Linked DNA regions of Rattus norvegicus: region 1 is linked to region 2. Evidence: chromatin contacts called from public Hi-C data. All regions are on one chromosome and are shown on one strand. The core of a region is the stretch at or near the end of the contact, and the rest is flanking DNA. Distances in the headings are between cores, read along the strand shown. Region 1 has its middle 17 kb from the start of Cep57l1. Region 2 holds the start of Cd164 (CD164 molecule).

Region 1 (4,827 bases), core at 2,171-4,670, 290 kb before region 2:
TCAAGATAACAAACCACCAAAAGCCTTCTGGATCAATAGGTTGAACTGAGTTGTTAAGGTCTTCAAACTCACCAGAGGGACTTCAGCTAGACAGCGAGGGTATTGGCGCTCGACTGTGACCTCATATCCAGTTACCACCCAAGCCTGGGCTCTACATCTGCACTTGGTACAAGTGACACTTCTTTTGCAAGACTGGGTCCTTTTCATGTTAGCAGCGTGGTCACTGACTTCTACCCAGGGGCTACTGTACCTTCTTCAACAGGGCATCTGCAGTTACAGGGCATCTGAGCAACATTCCTACCTCCACCTTTAGCATAAAGCCAAGTAGATGTGTGGTTCCCAGCGCAGACCTCTTGGCAGTGTATTGTTAATTTATTGTTTTTGCACTATTGCACCAATGCACACTGGACAGACATCCATCCTAGCTGAGGGTGTAAGATTAGCACCATTAATACTAATCTAGGCAGGATTTAAGGTCTTCCTTAGTTCAGCCACCTTTCAAGGGGGGCGTCAACAGCACAAATGTATGAATGTAAAGGCTAAACACTGACATTTTAGGAACTAGAAGCTTACAAGTCCACCTTGGTTCATGGTGGGAAAGCACTGCAACAGGAAGCAGGGCACACTTCTGACATGCTATGCTCGCACATGGGAAGCAGGCTTGGGTGGTCATGGATTCGAGGGCAGTCTGGCCTACACTGCAAGACCCTGTTTTAGGACAGTGCAAACCAAAGCTGCCAGGCCGGCCAGGAGCACACAGGACTAGAACTAACACTTGGGAGGCAGGTAGGGAACCTGGAAGGAAGGCCAGAAGTTTAAGACTGCCCTCAGCACACACCAAACAAATCCAAGGCCAGACTGAGCTATGGGAGGCCCTACCTTAAAAATAAAAACAAAACGGCTTTCACAGGAGTCCTGGCTACAAGTTCTCACGCGCTTTGCAGATGGAGCAAGAATGATAAAAGGGGCACAAAAGGAAAGGAGGATCAGAGCAAAGCTCGCTCTGCAGGCCAGATCAGCAGAGCCAGAGTTACCAGCTAGCCAGTCCTCAGGGGCTAGGATTGGTCTGCAGGCCTGATCAGCAGAGACAGAGTTACCAGCTAGCCAGTCCTCAGGGGCTAGGCTTGGTCTGCAGGCCAGATCAGCAGAGACAGAGTTACAGGGCCAGCCAGTCCTCTCAGGGGCTAGGCTTGGGCATGTTGGGGATAGAAAGAGTGCATGCCTGTGTAAACAGATAAGCTGAGAAGAAAAGTTAATTATTACATGAGAATTGATCTGCTCTATTAAGCTATCTTTATTATCTCAGCCAAGCCTCATCATCCCTGCTTTGAATCACTGTTAATACTCTATATGTCATATAATTTTTCCACAATGATTTTTAAATTGCTCTTTAAATACTAAAGTAATACATGCTTGTTACGAGAGAATAGGAACTAACAAAGAGCTACCTCAAAATTAACAGGCCAGTCTGTGGGAGAGCAGAAGCCTTCCTCCCCTGGTGCCCTCTAACACATCAGTACAAACACAGTGGGTGGGCAGAGAGCTTCGAATACACTGGCTCAGCTCCCTAGTCACTTCCGTTCTGGGGAGAACTCTTTTCCTTGCTTACAAAGAACTCACAGAGATCCACCTGCCTCTGCCTCCAAGTGCTAGGATTAAGGGGTACACTTCCAGAGCTGGCCTGAGCCTGTTCTCTTATTTATAAAAATGTAGAACTTACCGCACAGAATCGTAATTGTGCAATCATAGAGATGACAGGGAAACCACACACAGAGTCGTGCAAAGTATTCCAGAATATAGGTGGGACCTGCAAACATTAAAAGGCCCAGTAAGGGCTGGAGAGATGGCTCAGCGGTTAAGAGCACTGACTGCTCTTCCAAAGGTCCTGAGTTCAATTCCCAGCAACCACATGGTGGCTCACAACTATCTGTAATGGGATCTGATGCCCTCTTCTGGTGTGTGTGAAGACAGCAACAATGTACTCGCATACATGAAATAAATAACTAATCTTTAAAAAAAAAAAAAAAAAAGCCCAGCACTAAAGGAGGGCAGAAGAGAGGAGTGTGATACACTTAAGGCCAGCTTGTCTATGAAGTGAATTCCAGACATACTGGACACCAAATCAAACAAGCAAGCAAGCAACCCCGAAAGGCATTTTGCAGATTTGTGTCCCTCCACACCTGGACAGTGTCTCCCTCCTTTAGGACACTGGAGTCCAAGGGAAGCTTCTGAGACCTTCCAATTTCTCTGACACACTCGGAAAGTCAGTCTAGGTTGGCAGCGAGGAGTGCACACACATATGTCTCTAGTACTTGGAGATGATCATCAAACCGTACAGCTCACTGAAACGCTACGATTCTGCTTATAAAATGCCTTGAAGGTAGTACATGATAAGCACTCAGTGAAAATTGTGTGTGTGTGTGTGTGTGTGTGTTTATGTCTGTGAGTGTGTATGTCCGTGAGTGTGTGTGTAGATGTGTGTGTATGTGTGTATTTGGAGTGGGGGAGATGTTGGGGTGTAGTTCAGTATTAGAACCCTTGCATTTATGAGGCCCTGGGCTGAATCCCTAGTGTAAACATACACACACACACACACACACACACACACACACACACACACACGCTCACAACTTTCTGTAACTCTAATTCCAGGAGATCTGCTGCCCTCTTCTGCCCTCCTCAGGTACCAGGGATGCTTGTGGTGTACACACATTCATACAGGCAAACACTCATACACACAAATCAATCTTAAGAAACAACCACCTGGGCTGGAGAGATGGCTCAGTGGTTAAGAGCACTTACTGCTCTTCCAGAGGCCCTGAGTTCAATTCCCAGCAACCACATGTTGGCTCACAACCATCTGTAATGAGATCCAATGCCCTCTTCTGATGTGTCTGAAGACAGCTACAGTGTACTTATATATAATAAATAAATCTTAAAAAACCCCAACTATGATTGTACTCAAATATGCTATAGATAAAACACTTTATCGGCAGCTACAGTGCTAATAACATACTATCATACAATTTTAACTCTTAGTCACAATCTTGGTTTATTTTTATTGTTTTCCTTTAACTCACTGAAAACGAGAACATTTTCTACTTAAAAACAAACAAACAAACAAAAAACCCTCTTAGTGCCAGAATAGTGTCAGACACAAAAAAGGATTTTTAAGAACTTTTAAGTATCTTTAAAAGCTACTCATGCGATGACTGGATGAAGGGGGTGATGCTGCAGGGCTCAGAGAAATCCAACATCCCCACTGCTAAGTTCTCGAGGACAGGAAGACAGGCAGGCACCCTCCAGTGTCCTTACCCCGGTCAATACAAGCATTGCATCTGACAGGCCACAGTAAGGCAGCAGCATGCCTCAGGAGGTCACACGCTTGCTGCCAAGCCTGCCAACCTGCGCTTCACCTCTGTGACCACAGGACGGAGACAGCTGGCTCCTGCCAAGTGTCTTCTGACTCCCACATGTGGGCCATGGCATAAGAGCATACGCACGCTCACACATACAGTAAATAGATGACTTTTTAAAGTTCTTGTTAAAAAGTAGATTATTATTTACTCAACATTTGAATCTTTGTAAGTTTCCTTACTTTCCGAACTCAAAGACGCCATCAAAGACGATTGCAGATGGAATTAGCAAATGTTTGTCTTTTATTTTATCTTATTTTTATTTTAGACATTGTCTTCCTGGCCTGGAGCTCAGTATGTAAATCAGGCTGGCCCCCATTTTACAGTCATCTGCCTGCTTTAGCCATTCAGACTCTGAGGTTACAGGCATACACCAGGACACCCAGTTTAGCACCTCTCTATCTGAGTAATTACTACTATGAATAATGAAAGTATACTTAGTAATAACTCATTTCTTAGTACAAAGGCCAAACAAACTTCTAATTTGGATTCAAACTTTTTTTCTAGAAAATGAAGTTTTCTGTGTTAGATTGAAAAGGAAACAAAAGGGCTAGCTGAACCAACAGACTCGACCAGCCATGTACGATGTGCTAGACTTCAGTGAAGGTTGATACACTGTGGTCCTTCTCTGCACACATACACAGCTTTCCATCCACACACTCTCTAGATTACAAATGGTAGTTATACTGTATTGTCTGGGAAATGACAAGAGTGCATGTGTTTAGGACAGACACAGATTCCCCCTCACCAAATGATTGCTTTTTGTTTTTTAAAACACAGTCTCATGAAGCCCCAGCTAGCTTCAAGTCACAAGTAGCCAAGAAGACCAAGTCTAGTTCTCCTTCCCATGCCTTCCAAGGATGGGAGTACAGGTATACCCTGCCAAGCCATGCATGTCAAGCAAACACTACCAGCCACCCCAGCCCGGCCCCAGACCAGTCCCAGCCCGGCCCCAGCCCTGAGTACCTTTGATGGTCTGGTAGTTAACCATGTTGATATGGAACCGGACCCGAAGGGAAAAGCAGGTTTGGAAACAGAATAAATGCAATGTGCTGACAGTTGTGACGTGTAGCACAGCTCAGAGACTGTACTTTTCTCTGACATGGTCTTTTGCCAACACCATCACTCCTTTCATCCTGCAATGGACTTTTAGTGTACATACCATGGATATCAAAACTCTGAATACTAACTGCTATGTGAAAGTTAATAAACTGTCAGTTACGAGTCCGAAACTAGTCTGTGCTGACTGGTACAAGTGTAGTAGAACTCAGGTTGAGAGCTGGTGCAGGTAATGTCAGTGCTTGGTGGCAGAGGCAGAGGTGGCAGGAGGATCAAGAGTTTAAGGCCCTCCCCAGTAACACAGGGAATTTGGGGTGGGGATGTAGAGAAAACAATCTCAAATTTTAGTGTA
Region 2 (4,736 bases), core at 174-2,673:
TGCTAGAAAATTGCTAGTTATCTCCTCTGTGCGGGATTTCAGCTATACAGAGGCAATTAACTTAGTATTTCCAGGCTTCTCTTAAAACACTATGAAGAACCCACACATTACAAGTCTGGGAGGAAATTGTCAAGTAGGTAGAGTAGGTAGGAGTCAAAAAATATTCTGCTTTTATCACCTTAACTATGATAGAAATTCCCAGAATTTGCTTTGTTCATTTAAAAATATTTGAACGGGGGCTGGGGATTTAGCTCAGTGGTAGAGCGCTTACCTAGGAAGCGCAAGGCCCTGGGTTCGGTCCCCAGCTCCGAAAAAAAGAACCAAAAAAAAAAAAAAATTTGAACGTTGCCCTAGCATCCTTCCGAGTCTAACAAAAATCTGGTATTGCACACAGTTTTATTCGTACAAAACGTTGAAACTAGAAAAGGCACTGGAACAAGTCAATCTTTAGGTTGAAAAGCGCAGTTACTAGATTAAGTGCAACAGCCAATTTAAAACACGTCGTGTTTTCGCCTCATTACTTCAAATCTATCTTCTGTCTCATTTGCGTTGTCACGGCCTACGCCGATTTGTACAAGCCTTAACGAACCCTAGAGTTGAACAAAAGGCGTGTTCCTTGATTGGATTTCAGAAAAATGGATAGACTTGATTTCAATTTAACTCCACAGCCCTCAAAACACAGGGCTTGTTCCCGGGAGATCAGATCTTGCTCTTTCTTCTATATGCCCCTAGGTTTCACTTCTCATCATTCGCCACAAGCCTCGTTCATCCCTGACCACCCAAATCTCAGATACAGCCAACACCGCTGGGCTAAGTCACCGTGAAGTTACAGGAGACTGAATTTCTTAGAGCCTCGCTGGTGGGAGGGGGAAAGGGACAACCAATGCATCTTTAAGTTCCCCCCTCACCCCCAACGCCTTCACTTAAACTTCCGGAGAAGCCTCGAGGGGAGCACAAGAACCTGTCCCACGAGCCCAAAGTTTGCGCTCCCCGCCGACTGCCGGGCGCCCAATTACTCCCAACTGCCACCTCGGAAGCAAGCCACGTCGCCGTCTCGAGCTGCGGCGCGGAGTTACCAGGCGCTTGGGGGTTGGCGCCCCGGAGGGTAAAGCTCGGGGAGCGGGAGCAGCCCCGCGGCCTAGCTCGCCCGGAGCCTTCGCTCCCCACCCGTAGGGCCGTCGCGCTCGGGCCAGGCGGCCATGTTGCGCGAGTCCCCACCGGCTCGGCCCGTGTGGCGGGCGCCCACCTGGCGGCTTGGTGGTGGTGAGCGTCGTCGGGACCACTTTGCTGGTCGTGGTCGGCGGGTCAGTCACGTTGGGAGATGCGCTGCTGTTGCTCTGCGCGGCCGACAGGCAGAGCGCGGCGAGGCAGGTGGCGGCCCAGAACAGTCCGCGGGAGGCGCCCGACATCGTGTCCTCAGCCCAGGCGTCCAGGAGAAAAGCTGCGGCAAGCCAGGTTCCGTCCAGCCCTGCGTCCCTGCGGCGCCGCCCCCGAGAAGCCCGCCCCGCCGGAGCGCGCGGCGGTCACGTGATCGGCCCGGCGGGGGGCGGGGCGGGTGAGACCACCAGGAAGCCGGCAGGAGGGGAAGAGGCGGCCGAGGAGGCCGCCGCCATGTTGCTCCTCTGAGGCAGCAGTCCTTTGAGTCGCAAAGCGGTCCTTCTTGTCCTGAGAGGGCCACGCGCGACACAATGGAGCTCTCCTCACATCGGGACCACAGAAGGCCCTCCCCCGCGCCGGCAAGGATGGAACTGCCCACGTGACGCAGCGGGGGGCGTCTCCCTGCACCGCCTGGGAGGCGGGCCGCGATGGGTCACGTGACCCCTTCGGTAGCGCGCTGCGGAGTTCGGTTTAGCCGGGTAGAGTCTGAGACCGCTGGGTTTGTGTTGTGCTGGCAGCGCTCGCTCCCTTAGGGCTCTGTTGGCGCGGCCTTTTCCCCTTGAAGTTTGATGTATTTTTAAGTGTGATTTTTTTTTAAAGAGTTCGGGGACTCAGGGTAATGACGGGGCCTCGTGATCAAGGAGTTTCTTCCCGGCCGCGGGTTCAGTGCGGGTGGTTGTGGGTGGGACCGAAAGTGATCTTCTGTCCCGGACGCTTCCATGTCGTAACCGCCATCGGTGCCCTTGCCTAACCTGCTTCTTCCGAGTGACTCAGAGATCCGCAGTAGCGGCCGACCTCTCCCAACACCAATCACTGTGGTCAGAAAGAAACGGTCAAGGATGAAAAAGCCTTCGTGTCCCTTCCCACACAAGTGAGAAAGTACGAGACTTGGGGAAAGTGACCTGACCCTGATACTAGGATTGCCTGGTGGCAGAACCAGCATTTTCAGTGTCTGTCTGACTCTGGCTTTCCGTAGTCGTGAGCGCCATCTGATGCTGGTCTCACAAAATACTCAACGCTTGACGTACTTTTATTAAGGTTTTGGTTTTTTTTTTGTTTTTGTTTTTGTTTTTTGTTTTTTTTTTTTAAATAAAACTTGAAAATGATCTGTAGAGCTGGGGATGCTGCTCATTTGATAGAACGATTGCCCCTCATGCATGAGTCGGGGTATGTAATGCTGTCTTGACTGCTTAGCATTTGCCAAGCATTTGCCGTGGTGTTTTATGTTGTAATTTAAGTGTCATAACAAGAATCTCAGCTGTAGTACACATTTTTAAAAACGACTGTAGACGCGTTTTTACAACTTTAGCGGAAGATTGGAGGCCCTCATTTCTGCCAGTAGCGAGTTCAGTGTTGCCTTGTGGGTGAACTCTGTAAGCTAAACCTAACCGGTGGTCTTAGCATTAGGGTGCAGTCAATAAGTAGCCATCATATGTGCTTTAGCGAAGCTGCTGTTTTCTCAAATGCCTCACGTGACATCGAGGCTAAAAGAAGGCTGACTACTCAACTCGTGACGTTGGAAGATTTAAGAGCAGAGGTTACGTTTCTTTTCCTCCTGCTCCCAGATCGATGATCTCATTTGTCCCCTAGGATGAACGCACTTTGCTGTGGGGACCATTGATTAAACAGCTTGTCACTTGACTGTTCCAACTTTAGTCATCAGATCCTTTCGGCTTTCTAAGGGGACAGTTTCAAGACTAACAAACTACTAGCTCGCTTTATTTCAATGGCATCTGCAGAACTAGATCAAGGAACTGACTTTAGTCAGTTGTAGAAACAGCTTTATTTCCAGTTTAAAGGAGCAGAATTCTGTCTATTACCCTGTTTCTCAACTTTGACACTATTGTGGTTGTAGGTTAGTCGACTCTTCCCGTCTCGTCTTTATAGGTTGTATAATAACAACCTGGCCTCTATCTAGGAGAAGGTAGAAAACACACTACCCTTCCCTTGTGCCAACACAACCCCTAACATTTCCAGTGCTCCCCAATGGTAAAATCAACAACCTTAGTTGAAAACTAATGTGCTAGACCCCCTTGGGGGTCACATATCAGATATTATGCATATCAGATATTTACATTGTGTAAAAGGTAGTGATTCCATTTTGGGAGGGTAGGGAAGAAAGTTTGAATGTTAGGGAGACACCTTTGAATTAGTTCATTTGGTTTACTGAAAAATTCCTATGGTATCAGTGAAAACTGGCAACAACACAGTATGATAGTCTTAATGCCCCTTGAAAGATGACACACTGTCACTGAACTGGTTTTGTTGGGAGACATTACCGAGTCTTTATTAGGTATCTGTTGTGCCAGCCATCATTATTAATGTCTTCACTTGCTTTCAGTCCAAAACAAACATGTTTAACTTAAAATACTTGTACGATATAAAAATTCAAGAATCTGGGGTTGGGGATTTAGCTCAGTAGTAGAGCGCTTGCCTAGCAACCGCAAGGCCCTGGGTTCGGTCCCCAGCTCTGAAAAAAAAAGAAAAAGAAAAAAAAATTCAAGAATCTGGGGTCATGGGGGCTGGAGAGATGGCTCAGCGGTTAAGAGCACTGACTGCTCTTCCAGAGGTCCTGAGTTCAATTCCCAGCAACCACATGGTGGCTCACAACCATCTGTAAAGAGATCCGATGCCCTCTTCTGGTGTATCTGAAGACAGCTATAGTGTACTTATATATAATAAATGAATAAATCTTAAAAAAAAAAAAAGAATCTGGGGTCATGGCGTTACTAAACCATTCATTACCAAATAATCAGTAACTGTTGATAGTCGGGGACAAATGCCATTTTAAATTTTATTATTTGATTTTCAAATTTATTTTGAGACAGGATCTCAGGTAGTCTAGGGTGGTCTCAAGGCATGTGAATAAAGGATAATTCTGCTCCTCTTGTCTCAACGTCCACTGTGGAGGATCACTGCATACTTTAAATGGTGGTCATATGAACCACTGCACACGTGGGAGAAATTACTTTAAATCCTAGCCTAAGGTTTCTACCCAGATAAAAGGCATACTCAGAACCTTTATATCTACAATAAGCCCTAAACACAACAATAGCCAGGCAGCTGCCTCCCCTCCATGCTGTTAGAATTCACTTTCCTATCAATAATCCCGAGTTATTACTTCCTATTTACTTGTTTCATCTGGGCTGCTCTTAGCTCCAATTGGGCAGCCCTCAGAGCCATGCTCTCTAGACCCTTAACCCATGGCAGCTTCTCCTTTCTCCTCCTTTGTACCTTCTTTTCTTCTCTTGGCTGTCCTCTCCCCAAAAGCCCTCGAAACCTAAACCCTGCCTATGTCTCTTCTGCCCAGCTATTGACCAAACTATCTTTATTCACGTATCATAATTACATCAGTGGCA

Evidence for each region. Hi-C and Micro-C count contacts between places; a contact is called where the count stands out from the background.
Region 1: a Hi-C map of liver shows a contact between it and region 2, with 2.7 times the contacts expected there. The contact joins the enhancer-like site here to the promoter of Cd164 in region 2. A contact is called at or near these places in 5 of 12 Hi-C or Micro-C datasets (the A7r5 cell line, Schwann cells, kidney and 2 more).

The regions. Positions count from the first base shown.
Region 1 is chr20:46,891,249-46,896,075 of GRCr8, reverse strand. It overlaps a transcript of Sesn1 not described here. Among named protein-coding and RNA genes, the nearest start is that of Cep57l1, 17 kb to the right of the region's middle. Within about 2 kb of position 3,420, at least 15 of the 93 cell types and tissues checked have an H3K27ac peak or open chromatin away from gene starts, as enhancers often do. A contact at or near this core is called in liver, where this site is marked.
Region 2 is chr20:46,603,126-46,607,861 of GRCr8, reverse strand. It overlaps Cd164 (CD164 molecule), which reads right to left and starts at 1,423. Exons shown (of 6, transcript NM_031812.1): 1 at 1,247-1,423. The coding sequence starts at 1,409.